4 separate regions of the Mus musculus genome follow, and all the other regions are linked to region 1. Evidence: chromatin contacts called from public HiChIP or PLAC-seq and promoter capture Hi-C data. All regions are on one chromosome and are shown on one strand. The core of a region is the stretch at or near the end of the contact, and the rest is flanking DNA. Distances in the headings are between cores, read along the strand shown. Region 1 holds the start of Carlr (cardiac and apoptosis-related long non-coding RNA). Region 2 holds the start of 4921504E06Rik (RIKEN cDNA 4921504E06 gene). Region 3 holds the start of Skida1 (SKI/DACH domain containing 1). Region 4 holds the start of 4930447M23Rik (RIKEN cDNA 4930447M23 gene).

Region 1 (3,505 bases), core at 735-3,234:
CCTGAAGTCCTACAACAATGGAGGTAGTGCAAAGGCTGGATAAGGCAGCAAGAGTTCTTGTTCGGTCTAGTTCTCCATGGTGCCACAAAGCCAAGCCCAGCCAGGCTCACCCAGCCCATGACAGACATAGCAGCTTTCTGGGCCCTGTTCTAGTATTGCATCAACTTGGGGTAAGTCTGGGATCTCAGAATTCAAAAGACAGCTTTCAGAGCCTTTTACTGCCAGGGAAGATGAGTTGTGGGTAGGGTTTCTCAGAGACAAGTACAAGTTGGTACATGACTTTGATTTTTATCAAGTTAAACTATGCAATACAAAATGCCAAGGGGACAGGCAGATGTGTAAGTATGGATGTGGGTGAGTACGAGAGAGAGAAAAGGTGTATGTGTGAGAGATAGCTCAAGACTATCATTAATGGAGAAATTCTTTTCTCTCAGCCGTGTGCAACTATTCTTGGTTGAAATAAAAGACCGATCAAGAAAAGCCTAGAAAACTCCCACTAGGTTTCCAGCTGGAGAACAAGAGGCTTTTGTGGCTGCCTGTTCTCATTATTCCCGCCTTCACTCACTGCAGCAGAAAAGGCAGATGGGGAGCAAGAGTCCCTCCAGAAAGGCTCTGTCCTGATTCGGAGCCCAGAACCCCTTCAGAGGACGCTGAGGCGCATTCTCATACTGTTGCTCTGGGTCACTTGACATTGGTACTGAGCATCTGAAAAGTGGCAAAGTGCGGGATAGTAATTTTTTTAAACCTGCCTGCCTGCCCAAATGCCCATCAACTGCCCCCACATCTGTCTTGCTCCGCCCACATCTGTCTTGCTCCACCCACATCTGTCTTGCTCCACCCACATCTGTCTTGCTCTATGCTCAGTCAGGCTCCTGCTCATCATTTAGCCTCTTTCCCATTCTGGGGGCCTCAGGTTGGGTGGTAGCACAGCTAGGAAGTGACAAAGCCAAAGCTGGTCTGCTGCAGTTCTTCTAACCACCCAAGACAGGTTTCCCAGCTCTGGGCCTGGGCCAAATATTTGCTGCTGGTCTAGAGGCTATGTCAGTGGTTCTCAACCCTTTGGGCAAACCTCTATCTCCATAAATGTTTACATTATGATTAATACCAGTAGCAGAATTACAGTTATGAAGTAGCAACGAAAATAATTTTACGGCTGGGGTCACCACATTGTGAGAAACTGGATTAAAGGGGAGGTTGAGAACCACTGATCTATGTGAATTATATAGGAAATGTTAGTTTTGCCAAAAAGTAAAACTGATCTTGCCTCTAAAACCCCACCAGAAACTACCTACCTACTGTAGTGAGTCCTGAAGTATCTGAAGTGGATTCCTTTCTGGTGATTTCAGTAGATGGTTGGGCTTTGGGAAACTCCAGTGACTGCCACTTTGACCACTAATCTTTCAGATTGTGAAAGTTTCCTATAATTGGACTTCTGTGACAGATCTGCATTTTTAACTAAAATATATTCAGTGTTAATTTATCTACTGGAGAATATTACCTAAATTCTTAGTGTTTTGAACATTTCTTTTGATGCAACTCAAATGGTTATCATGTAAATATACAATTATATTTAATATTTTGCTTCATTTTTTTGAAGCAGCGTCTACATAGCCCAGACTGTCCTCTAATTTGCAGTCCTCCTGTCTCACCCAGAGTGCTAGGATTACATGAATATGCATGCTATTGTGCCCCTTTAGCAGTTACATTTGTAAATGATCCTGATCGCATGAGCACAGACACAATCTATCCGCCTTAGGCAGCTGTTTGTGGGTACCCAGGAGCTAAAATCAACTGAATTACAGCTGCTTCTCATAGACTTTGACAGTGCCTTAGAAATCAATCTGCACCAGGACAAAGCAGACCTAAAACACATCAGGAATACTGTTCCCTGTGGTTTGCTGACCTCCCCTGAATTAGCAAGGCTGGGCGCTGGTGCTGGTGATTAGGGTCCTCCTAAGCTCCCCCCGCCCCCCAGTCTGTAGAGGAAAAACCGCAGAGCTAAGGTGCTAGAGGGACCATAGACTGCGCTGCAGAAGCCAGGCGCACTCTATAGCCAGGGGACTGAACTAGAGAAGATCTGGGCATTGCCCACCAGTGCAGGACTGGATGTCCAGCTTGTTAATCAAAGACCTTGGACCTAAGCTTAAGCTTCAGCATCGTGGATCTCGAGCGCGGGAAGGACAGTGAACTGCAAGCTACCACGACCTCTCTCTCCTCCCACCTGCGACCCAGGGAAGAAAGCTCAGAGCCCTCAGCTCCAGGCTTGGAGCTTTCTTGACACCGAATTCTAGATGCACCAGGAAGAGCCCTGGCAAGGAGCGGGCTGCGCAGGTAGGGACAAGGGTGGTGTCCCAGTGCAGCCCGATCAAGTAATCCCAAGGGAGCCTGCCTGCCACAGTGGAGCGGTGTGGGCTGCTTTCCCGGTGAGGGGATGAAGAGACCCTTCCCTTGAGTCAGATGTCGTCATTTGCTGGGCGAATTCCGTGCCCCACAAGGGCCACCCTTATCTGACAAACCCCTATAGGCTACTGGGGACTTAGGGAAAAGAGATGGAGGCAGAATCCTTTGGTAGTAGGGAGTACCAGGTTCAGGGAAAGGGAGCAGAAGACTGCCCCGAACCTAGGCATCCAGTGTAAGGAGAGGCGTCATTGCTCTAAGGATGATTTTAAACCGCGCAGAGACGCAGCATATGGTTTCCAGGTTTGGCGGCACAACACAGAAGACTTTGAGCCGAAGGGGCCTCCAGACACGGAAACTAAATAATCCCGATTTAGAGAGGCCCGAGTAGCAGGAGGCTGGATTTTTGGTTAAGCTACAATTAAGAGAAGATAATTAAGCCCGGAGCCGTGCAGCTTATTAATATTTATAGCTCTCGGAGTGAGAGGGCCTTTGCCACGCAGGAGAGGAACCCGAGCCTTTCAGGCCAGGGGCTTCGCAATGACTGGGAATGAGAAAGGGCGAAATGGGGTGAATCTGTCTCTGCGCTTCTCCCTTAATTACCGGAGCAGGAAAGTCAGTCGGGAGAGAAGGTGGTCGAATGACTCTGTCTCAGGGGCTGCGAAGAGAGATGGCTATCTCCAGTCCGGATCCCATCTCTTCCTTCAGGACCCCAACCGTGCCTTTAAGTGTCCCTGACTCCCAGGATTGAGGGCTAGTAAAGGAAACGATTTTGTAACGAAGATTCCGGGAGAATTTTCTTTTCCTCCCAGCCTTAACGTCACGCCGCAGGGGACACGGTGATTAAGTGCTGTCCTGGCTGAGGGATGGCCCTGCAAGCCCACACACTGGCCTCGAACTTGCTCATGTACGGTTTGTGGGATTCCGGGAGGCAGATCCTGCCCGCCCCGCACGGCCCCCCGCAGGATCCCGGAGGGCCGCTGCGGGTCAGGCCTTTGATTCCCGTACCGCTGCGGTGGCAGGCGGAGGGGCTTCACCCGTACTCCGACCTTCCCCGCGGTCTGCTGCCTGCGAGACACCGTGCCACCCACCACTGAGGATGAAGTAG
Region 2 (3,505 bases), core at 570-3,069, 750 kb before region 1:
GAGATGGCTCAGCCGTTAAAGGCTAGGTTTACAACCAAAAATGTAAGAGCAAGGTTTGTTGTTCAGTGTTTGCTTATTGTAATAAAAAAATAAAAACAGAATCTTGATAATTATAAATAAATGAGACCAATATTCAAAAGTGAATTAACACATTTTTAATGTCTATCTTTGAGTCCATGAGCCTTCTCCACTAAAAGCCACCAATGATTTCTACATCTGATGAAAGAAGACTGGCTTCAATCTGACAAAGACTCTGACAGTGCCAGGACTCCTTGGGGTAGGTGGGATGTTGGTCTGACATGAACAGTGATTTGAGCTAGAACACTCAGAGATAAAACACAGGTGGCTGACAAGAAAAGAAATGTCACGTTGTTAGTTTCAAACTTGTGGTCCTCTTTCCTTAATGCCCTGGATGCTGAAACTGGAATCTCCTGGATGGGCTGTTGCAAGGCTCCAATAAAAATGTATGTGTGCTTCTTGTTTCTGGGGGATGGTGTAATTATGCAGCCTGATCAACAAATGCCTTCAATTGTTGCTCTTACAGAAGGCTAGGGAATATGGTTCCCAGTCACCACAAGTCAGATAAGAACCATGTGAAACTCCAGCTCCATTTCCTTCTTCTCATCTCCCAGGGCACTGTATGCAGGCACATAATAGCCTTAAATGTTTAAAGACAGTGATCGCTACAGTGAATTTCTTTCCCTGTTTCCTACTCCTAATATCCAGCTAATTAGGAATATATATATATATACATATATATATATAGAGAGAGAGAGAGTCAGTATACATATACACATATATATATACACATACACTCTACACATACACATATATCATATGCATCATACACACACATTCATATATATATATATACATAAATATAAATATATCCTTACAGACAATATAGTGAAATGAAGATGAAAAATACTTAGTTCTAAAAGCGATGATACCCCAAGCTTAGGTCCCTTGTCAATAATTGGCACACAGTTAAGAATAAATGGTAGTTTTACCGCTTAAAATAGCTTCTCTTAATAATGGTAGATAGTGAATTGAATTCCACTACACGATATTGTGTAAAATGCCATGCCTTACATTCTGTCCTTTATGTTAAATAAGGATGTAGGCCTGTTTAATCTCTGCAAAGAAAATCTTCACTCAGCAACACTCCTGTGTGTGTGTGTGTGTGTGTGTGTGTGTGTGTGTGTGTGTGTGTGTATTCAAGTGACAGGTGTCAGTATTTTATCAGGCCACCTGCTCTCCTGTGGTATTGCTGACAAGCCCAGGCCTCTTTATATCGTGAGATAGCTATTGGATGGGGTCACTAGTTTCCATCTCCGCAGAGAGTGAGTGACACTTGGTAGGAGGCCAAGCAAAAGAGAGAGCCAAGCAAGCTGCAGATCTGACAGGCACGTGGGAGGAGCGTTGACGTAGGAAACTTCAGTTTCCCAAATGCAGAGTCCAACCAGAAAGGAGGCTGAGCTCAGAGCCTTGGAGGAGAAGGAAGCAGAAAGGGTCCGGAGGCGTAGTGGGCCGCAGCAGAGTTATTTACAGGGTGCAGCTTTGCCTAGAGACATTTAGGAACGGGTTGGCTTGTGGGCGTCCGAGAAGGCTCTTTGTCGCAAGGCTTATGTCTGGTGGGGCAGGTGGCCTGGCGAGACAGAGGAGCACTTCCGGAGCCCGCCCTACACCTCACCCACTCCACCCCCGCCCGCTCTCCGCCCCGCCCCTGATCCTCACCCCTCCAACCCCACCCCCACCCCGGTCTCCGGTTTCTCTGGGAGTCGCCATGGCAACGGACTCTGGCTTTGGGACTCAGATTCTCTGAACTCCAAGCGAGCAGTTGGGAGCATGGCGGAGGCTGAGACTGAGACTGAAGAATGGACGAAGACACGTGGATGCAGGAAGATTCTCCAGACCCTCGAGGGGGCTATTGAGCAATTCAAATTCCATTCCAGGTGACCTGCCCGCTACTTGCACGCGCTTCAGAGCTGGTCACCTGTTCTCCACAGCCTCGTCGCCTTTGATTTCTTAAGTAAACCACAGGCTAAAAGCTCAGACTCAGGTCTGGGTTCTAATTTCGTCTGACTTCTCACCGGGTCCTATGCCTCTTATTAGCTCATCTGGGAAACAGGACAGTAGCTAATTGTGCCTACTCCATAGACCACAGGGCCTGTTAAATATTTCACCGAGGTACAGTCTAGAAAAGAGCCATACAGAAATGGTATGAGGTTGCTTAAAGAAGATCCCATAGACTCCCGATTTAAACACAGATTTCTTTTGAGATTCTGGAGGCTTGGAGTCCAAGAACTGGGCACTGATTTGATGTCTGACGGTCCTTTCTTGTAAGCAACCCGTTCTTACTGCATCCTCCCCTAGTGGGATCAGCGGGGGAGCCATCTCCTGACTTCTCCACTCTCTATCCTCCACCTGGGCTCTTTTTAAGGGAACAGCCCCATTTATGAGGCTCCCACTTCATTACCTATTCATCTCTCTTGATCTCACCTCCGGAGGCCATCATTTTTGGAAAATAGGACGTTGACATGGATTTTCCTAGAACTGGAGCACCGCCAAATATATAAAGACAACAAGCCATATGCCTTTGCCAGGCAGTCAATGGAATCATTATTTCATGGTCCTTAGGTTCTCTCTCTCTCTCTCTCTCTCTCTCTCTCTCTCTCTCTCTCTCATTTGGCTTCAGCCCTTTTTTTATTTGGATAATGTAGAGTCAACATTTATGGGGAATTTTTTTTTCTTAAAACACTCTTTCAAAGCAGTAAGCACATAGCCTTAGATTAACTGCCACGTGATGCCATTCCTTAAGTAGAGACCTCAGGGAGCCAGGCTATTGATTCCAGGCAAACCCCACACTGGGGAAGAGAGAGAGAAGAGGGAGCAGGGACAGGACAGGGAGCAGGGGAAGGGACTGACTATAGCTAGACCAGCCCAATGGTGGGCCTGAACCAGTACCCAGTCCTGCTGAACTCCACTTCTCTACCCCAACTAGTCATTAATAGGTTTGCTGGCCAAACCAAGTCAGGGTACCCACAGACCTTTGATAAAACTGTCAAAAGCACATATCACAGGCAGCTCTTGGCAGACAACAGTGGAATGCTGTGTCTAATCTGTTCCTAAGAGCCCCTTTCTCTCCTGGATTCCTTGACATTCTGCAGTGGAATAAGTACCCAACAGAACATTCCAGCCAGACTCATGGGGCAAACTGATCTCTGCCAATTGCTACTAGCACACGTTGATTGAACTAAGGAACCACTAATGTCCATAACATTTTTTTTTCCACTCAAAGGCTTAGAGAAATAGGTTGGAGTTCTGATATGAATGGGAGAAGCTAGATACTGGCTGACACCCAGGGATCTGATCTAGCTGGGTTAGGCCAGGTAGTTCACATAAACTCAGGTCAGCCTTGGTGAAGTGATACATTCTAGTTAAGTCAGTAACCACATAATGAGTCAGACAGCATTTACAAGTGACAGAAGAAACAGAAGCAAAG
Region 3 (3,505 bases), core at 410-2,909, 750 kb after region 1:
TATGCTGGAGTTACAAATGCAGAAGATTTTGCTGAATTTTGCAAAGCAGCCAACCACCCATCTGAGATCCTACAAATGCAAGTGGAAAGACCCTTCCTCTCACTTGGCAATATTTTGGATATCCTTGAAAACGACAGCAAACCATGCTAGTGACTAAGAAGAGGTTAAAGCAGACTGATCTTCATCCAAAGTGATTTTTCTTAAGACAAATGTCTGGCTTTCACAGGGGAAACATGGGAGCCGTGGAAGAGTCCTCTAACCCTCCAGTCAAACCATCACCAACCACTGAAATGGTCCGCTGCGCCATAGAGCAGCACTTTCTTTTCATTGTTTTTATGTAAAACTTCTGGGATCACCTTGGGGAGCCGTCCCTTTCCTTCCCTTTGCTGCAGAAGGAAGTATCTGCTCCCTGGAATTCGGACCTGTGGACAAGCTTCCAGCTCAGGCCGGTGCTGGGCACTCTAGAATGACCTCACCTCTACTCCAGGCTAGTTAATGGTGAAAAGTGTACTCATCTCTGGCTTATCTGTGCTTTGTTATGGGCCTGACGAGAAACTACCTTCCCCCTGCCCCACTCCTCAGCAAAGAAGCGAAATCCAATTGAATTGTTACATGTTCCTGAGGTGGAGCCTCGAACTGCTTTCTTGGTCAAATAACTTTGTTTCTGGTTGTAAAAGGCATGGGGGGTGGGGGGACTCGAGAGAAATTGCCAACGTAAGTCTGTACTGGGCTGGGTCACCTCAGGGTTTAACTTTAGAGCTCCCAGCCAGTCTCCTCCACTCCCAGAAGGGAAATACCAGGCTATTCTGCACGTTTTCCCTTAAGCTTCATTTTCCAAAGAAAAGAAGGGTGGGGTATATCTATTTGAGCTTGATAATGTTTTTTAAATGCTTTCCTTTGAAACGATAATAGCTGTATCGGTAAAATGCAAATAAAGCAAAAATAGGCAGTATTTCTTTAAAGGGGAATATACGGTTCTCTCTCTCTCTCTCTCTCTCTCTCTCTCTCTCTCTCTCTCTCTCTCTCTCTCTCTCTCTCGTACATACACTGCTTCTGATGAAGTCTGTGAGTCAGGCTGTTTCTGAGCTCCGATAGTTTAATGGAAAGATTTATATACCGGCTGTATTATTTACTTTGGGAGGGGAGGTGGCAGTATAAGGGTATGCTAATTAGTAGGAGATTTTGGGGGGAAGGGGTGGAATATCAATTTTTATTGCATCACCTGTCAGGAGTGTCCAATCAGCGTTGGCTTTAGGGGAATTAATTGATGAAGGTGTCTCCGGACGAGCTCACTTCACTCTGTCATTTTATTTGTAGCTAAAGCAGCGGCGGGAATAGCAGCTGCATTTCTTTTCTCTTTCTCCCTTCACATTCCATTATCATAGTGCTCCAATGGAGAAGGAAGGAGTAGCGGGGCCCAGGTACTGATCCGCATCGAGGACTCAGACCAACACACTGGCAGAGCTGAAACCGGATGGTCTTTTCCCTCTTTTTTAAAAAAACGAAAACCAAAAAAAAAAAAAAAAAAAAAAAAAGCGAGAATCAAGTCAGTGTAATTTCTTGGGGTTTTTCTTCCCCCCCCCCAACCCCCCAGTAATTCGCCTAGAGTTTGGCACTCCCTTCGCCGGGAATAACAGTCTTTGTTATTTTATTAGCAGGATGCCTTGAGACACACGCAGCATCTGGCGGAGGATTAACATACATACATGTGTATGTATGCGTCACGTATATATTTACTGCAAATGGTGGGGATCATTTAGTGCCCGAGATGGGAGACCTGAAGTCAGGTTTCGAAGAGGTGGATGGCGTGAGGCTCGGCTACCTCATCATTAAAGGGAAGCAAATGTTTGCTCTCTCCCAAGTCTTCACAGATCTGCTGAAAAACATCCCGAGGACGACCGTGCACAAGCGCATGGATCATCTGAAAGTGAAAAAGCACCACTGCGATCTGGAGGAGTTGCGGAAACTCAAAGCAATCAACAGTATCGCCTTCCACGCGGCCAAATGCACGCTCATCTCCCGGGAAGACGTAGAAGCGCTCTACACATCCTGCAAAACCGAGCGTGTGCTCAAGACCAAGCGAAGGAGAGTCGGTCGGGCCCTGGCCACAAAGGCGCCGCCGCCAGAGCGCGCCGCCGCCGCCAGCCCCCGCCCGGCTTTTTGGAAGGACAAGCACCAACTTTGGCGGGGCCTGAGCGGAGCCGCGCGGCCCCTGCCAATCAGCGCGCAGTCCCAGCGTCCGGGCGCCGCCGCCGCGCGCCCCGCCGCCCATCTACCTCAGATTTTTAGCAAATACCCGGGCTCCCACTACCCGGAGATCGTTCGCTCGCCTTGCAAATCCTCTTTAAACTATGAAACTGCCCAGCTCCAGGGAAACTACGTCGCCTTCCACTCGGACCCCGCTTATTTTCGGAGCCTGCTGTGCAGCAAGCACCCGGCTGCAGCCGCCGCCGCCGCCGCCGCCGCTGCTGCTGCCGCCGCCGCCGCCGCCTACTACCAGACTGCCGGGCCTCAGCCCAAGGCGGCGACCGGCGCGGGAGGCCCAGTGAGCCTGACTTACCGCTGCAAGCGCAAGCGCGGGGGCGCCAAGAACTGCCTGCTCCCGCCTCACGCCGGAGCCCGGCGCCTGCTGCTGCTGCCCAGATCCTACAAAGCCAAGGCGGCGGCGGCGGCAGCAGCGGCGGCTGCTGCTGCGGCGGCGGCGGCCGGGGCCACTTGCTTGGAGAGGTTTCATCTGGTCAACAGCTTCTGCCCGCCTCCCCACCACCACCATCACCATCACCACCATCATCATCACCATCACCACCGAGCCCAGCAGCCAACGCCGAGTCACCACCCCTCTCATCACCACCGGCCGCAACCCCATCTAGGAAGCTTTCCCGAGAGTTGTAGCAGCGACTCCGAGTCCAGCTCCTACTCCGACCATGCAGCCAATGACTCGGATTTTGGCTCCAGTTTGTCCAGCTCCAGCAACTCGGTGTCCTCAGAGGAAGAGGAGGAGGAAGGAGAGGAGGAGGAGGAAGAGGAGGAGGAGGAAGAGGGGGGCAGCGGGGCCTCGGATTCCAGTGAAATCAGCTCGGAGGAGGAGGATTCTTCCACCGAGTCAGACTCCAGCTCCGGGTCCAGCCAAGTGTCAGTGCAGAGCATCCGTTTCAGGCGCACCAGCTTCTGCAAGCCTCCCAGCGTGCAGGCGCAGGCCAACTTCTTGTACCATCTGGCCTCCGCCGCCGCTGCAACCAAACCCGCTGCTTTCGAGGATGCCGGCCGACTTCCCGACCTCAAGAGTAGTGTCAAAGCCGAGTCACCAGAGGAGTGGAGTCTGCAGAGCTGGGCTCCCAAAGGGACTCCGGTGTACTGCCCGGCCAGCTTGGGGAGTTGTTTCCCAGAGATAAGAAACGATAGGGTATCTGAGATTACATTCCCACACTCTGAAATATCCAGTACTGTAAAGAGAACTGACCTGACAATTAACTGCCATGCAGAGGGGGCCTCTTCACCTAGCCCA
Region 4 (3,505 bases), core at 693-3,192, 540 kb before region 1:
CTGGCCTCGTACTCTCTTCTGTTAGTAAGTCACACAATTTCCAAGAAAACTTTTGATCCCCGGATGCTGCAGCCCCTGATCACTTGATCTGGCCCTACCCCATGCCTGGAGCAGTCTCCACTGACTTCTCCACATTGGCTCCATTTCTTTCTGGACAGACATGGAAAAGTGCCCTTTCTGGGGACATGCCAAAGTTCCCTTTAGTCCTTCTGCTGTCACTGGGAAACCTAAGGTCCTCAGATTTGAGCAATTTAAGAATCAGTATGGATCAAAGAAGACCAAGGCATACCTACTGCCTACATGAACCTGCCAGAACAAAGTAGTCATATCTTTATGACCTGGCATTCTGACCCTCAATCCTGTACTTGTGAAACTACTATTCCTGCCTTACCCTGATGTTGAGCCTGAAACCCAGGTGGGATCTCCCCCCCCCCTCCCCCCGGTCTCTCACAAGCAGGCAGTTATGGATGGAGGTGTTCCACTAGCTCATGCAATGCTCCCATCTGTATAACCTGCCCTTGCAGGACTGCGTAAGCTCTTGATACCAGGACATACTGCTTTCCCCCAGCCAGCACTCGTTTTTGTGATGTCATGATGCTGTTTTCCAGAGTTCTAGGTCATGGCAACCTGACTTTGGAAGTCATGAGTTAAAGCGTGTGTTTGCACTCTGAGCTGACTGTACAGAACAGGTCTCAGCTGGAACAGACAGGCCACTGTGGCACAGGCTTGCATTCTCACTAATCGAAGGGGGTGGCAGGATTGTGAGTTTGAGGCCAGCCTGGGCTGTATAGTGGGATCCTGTTGAAGAAGATCAGAAAAAGAGGGAGAGATGAGTGGGGAGCAGGACGAAGAGGAAGAGGAGGAGAGGGAGGAAAGGAAAGGGAGAGAGAGGGGAGGGAGAAGGGGAGGAGAAAGGGATGGGGAGAGATGTCCAGCAATCATAGGAGCCAAAAACTGCCTATAGTCATTCTGGGACCTTCTGAGCCAGCCTAGCAGTCTGGCCAGGTGCATCTTCCCCCCCCCGCCCCCCCCCCCCGCGAGGGATTACTGTCAGATTTAGAATAGAGAAATCATCTCACAAGTGTTCTAACCTGAGCTCAAGCATGAAGCGGCAGGTGTAAGAGGATGGCAACCCTCACCTACGGCAGGGCCCACTCCGCTTCTGTGCTTTGCCCCTCCATCTTGTTGCATCCTGATTTTGTTGCCTGGTTTTGTGTCCGGAGATCTTCATAGGCCAGGTGAACATCGCAGTGAAACGCGGTGGCTTTGTGCATAAGGGCTTCATTTTTCACAGCCATCCTTCTAATAAAAACTGTTTGAAGAAGGAGAGATTGAAGGTTTCTGAGGTTTAAGCCAGGTTGTCATCTAAATCATCATCTCTTCTGGACAAAGCAGCCATTGTCTGCGGGAGTTGGCATGACGGAGAAACCACAAGAGGGCGCACAAAGCCTCGGAATAAATGCTTCGTCTATCCTGGACGCTAAGGAGGCAGAATTGCCAACCCCAGCGCTGGAGGACTCTAACTCCTCCAGACATACGAATGTTCTAGAAGCCCTTCGAGGATGTTTTCATGGTTAGATAAAGAATAGCACTGCAAGTGCACAGAGGGGAGATGTAGGAGGAGTGTTGAGAAGAAAGGGAGTGATTGGCAGGAGAGAAGGGATAAGACAGGAAGACCAAAGGCAAGGAGAGAGGAGAGCCGGGTGGGTGGGAGGGACGGGTGGAGAGGAGACAGGAAAAGGAATGTCGCTTTTTATAGGGCCGAGAGACACGGAAGTCTGGTGTTTCTGTGGACCAGATGGTGTGGCAGGGGAAGGGACCAGGCTGCGGCTTCTCTGGGGGAGAAAGCTGGATGTCTCCCAGGTCTATGAAGTCTGAAGTATGGCGTGAGCTGTCTGAGTCTCTCAAGGGCTTTCCCAGCCTGTTTGCCAGCCTGCAAACTTACCCTTTCTTTGTTGTCACTTTAAAGTCACAACTTGCCTTGACCATGAACATCCATCCTCCTGGCAAACAAGGCCTCATTTTGACGTCAGCAGGCCATGAGGCAAGAGAAGGTGGGCCTGGTAGTAATGACTCCCAGCTGCTTCACGATCACATTTTATTACTGATTATGTAAAACTTTGAGATAATGGAAAAGGAAGTAAGTGGTTGGTTTTTGTTTTCCATTTAAAAATATGTCAGTCCAACAAGAATGGGTAATATTTTGCAAGCTCTTCCTGTATTTGGGGTAGAGATGTAACCTCTAACATTCAAGTGGCATGGGGAAGGAACTGGAATTATCTCTGTCACAGAGGTGAAGTGACTCACCCAAAGACACTTCGCAAGCAGCAAAGGCTGACTTCTGAGCCCAGATCTTGCAACTGCAGAGCCTGTAGCTTGACTAAAATTCATGTCTGTCCAGTGAGCCCAAATTTAAGAATCTATTTCCAAATACCTCTTTGTCATCCATGAATGGAGTTCTTAAATATCTTGACATTAGGACCCCTGTATAGTGTGTGTGTGTTTTAACCAAGTTTCTCAGAAAAAAACCTACAATCTCCATTGACCTTTTTTACAGAAATGATTAATTAGTTACAACAGACTACTGTGATTGGAGTGTTTTAAGCCCTGAGGCAAATTATCTTGGACTACTTTGGTGCCCTAAATAGTCAATTTTTTTGCCTGTTCTGAAAACATCCTGTAACTATTAGGTAAATCATTTTAGAATGTGCTATCAGGTCTCTGGCTTCCACTGATTCAGAAGCCATGAGGCTCAGCAGATACCATTTGAAACCTATAGCATTTGAAGCCTATAGCAGAAATGTCCCACTTTTCGGTAAGTACCTAATTCATGAAAAATGTCTTGAGTTATGACTTTCTTTTGTTGTGTTACTATAAAAAAACTTCATGAATCTGCTGTCATATTGCAACATGGAATCTAAAGTAACCTAAATCGGTGTTCCCAGGCCATGGTTACTCATATTTGTCTCCAAAATAAACTATCTCTTCTCTTTGAGATGAAGGCTATGTTTTCTACTTGACAGCAAAGTGTGACAGCAAAGTGTGTCCCATAAGTGTGTGTGTATGTATGTGGGTGAGCAGATGGGTGAGCAGGTGAATGGGCTGGTGGTGTGTGTGTGTACAGAGACCTACATCAGTATCTTTGTCCCTCACTCTTCACCTTGTAGTTTGAAACATGGTCTCTCACTGAACCTAGTGCATATAGATTGGCTTGACCAACTGACCAAGAAAGTTCCAGGGACTCTTGTCTCCTTGCCCTAGCATTCAGGCAGATACTCTGCACACCCAACTTTTTACAGGACTTATAGAGATGCAAATGGAGGTCCTAATGCCTGTTCTGACCATTTACCTACTAAGTGAAGATTTTTACCTGAGAAATTGCCTCGGGTTGCCTCTGTAGCTTTTATCTGTCTTTATTTCCTATATTATAAAATTAAAACAGGGAAGTCCCAATATTGAAACTTTACATTAAAAGATTGTCAGGCCGGGGGAGGAGGCTCAGTCA

Evidence for each region. Promoter capture Hi-C pulls out the DNA fragments that hold promoters and counts their contacts. HiChIP or PLAC-seq counts read pairs in DNA pulled down with a chosen protein or histone mark.
Region 2: a promoter capture Hi-C map of stem cell-derived epiblast-like cells shows a contact between it and region 1, with 7 times the contacts expected there. The contact joins the promoter of 4921504E06Rik here to the promoter of Carlr in region 1. A contact is called at or near these places in 5 of 39 promoter capture datasets (embryonic stem cells, hippocampal neurons, liver and 2 more).
Region 3: an H3K4me3 HiChIP or PLAC-seq map of forebrain shows a contact between it and region 1, with 7 times the contacts expected there. The contact joins the promoter of Skida1 here to the promoter of Carlr in region 1. A contact is called at or near these places in 5 of 39 promoter capture datasets (the 3T3-L1 cell line, the SN4741 cell line, cranial neural crest and 2 more), 10 of 115 datasets of contacts at active chromatin or transcription factors (bone marrow-derived macrophages, craniofacial prominence, embryonic basal ganglia and 7 more) and 2 of 9 other capture datasets (adipose tissue and liver).
Region 4: a contact with region 1 is called in an H3K4me3 HiChIP or PLAC-seq map of bone marrow-derived macrophages, with 8 times the contacts expected there. The contact joins the promoter of 4930447M23Rik here to the promoter of Carlr in region 1. A contact is called at or near these places in 5 of 484 Hi-C or Micro-C datasets (bone marrow-derived macrophages, cerebral cortex, embryonic stem cells and 1 more), 6 of 115 datasets of contacts at active chromatin or transcription factors (bone marrow-derived macrophages, craniofacial prominence, embryonic basal ganglia and 3 more) and 2 of 9 other capture datasets (bone marrow-derived macrophages and embryonic stem cells).

Annotation. Positions count from the first base shown.
Region 1 is chr2:18,800,297-18,803,801 of GRCm38.p6, reverse strand. It overlaps Carlr (cardiac and apoptosis-related long non-coding RNA), which reads left to right and starts at 1,984. Exons shown (of 1, transcript NR_131254.1): 1 at 1,984-3,505.
Region 2 is chr2:19,552,224-19,555,728 of GRCm38.p6, reverse strand. 4921504E06Rik (RIKEN cDNA 4921504E06 gene) reads left to right here and starts at 1,819. Exons shown (of 17, transcript NM_027600.4): 1 at 1,819-1,955. The coding sequence starts at 1,849.
Region 3 is chr2:18,046,603-18,050,107 of GRCm38.p6, reverse strand. It overlaps Skida1 (SKI/DACH domain containing 1), which reads left to right and starts at 1,659. Exons shown (of 1, transcript NM_028317.3): 1 at 1,659-3,505. The coding sequence starts at 1,769.
Region 4 is chr2:19,342,754-19,346,258 of GRCm38.p6, reverse strand. It overlaps 4930447M23Rik (RIKEN cDNA 4930447M23 gene), which reads right to left and starts at 1,942. Exons shown (of 4, transcript NR_126563.1): 1 at 1,140-1,942.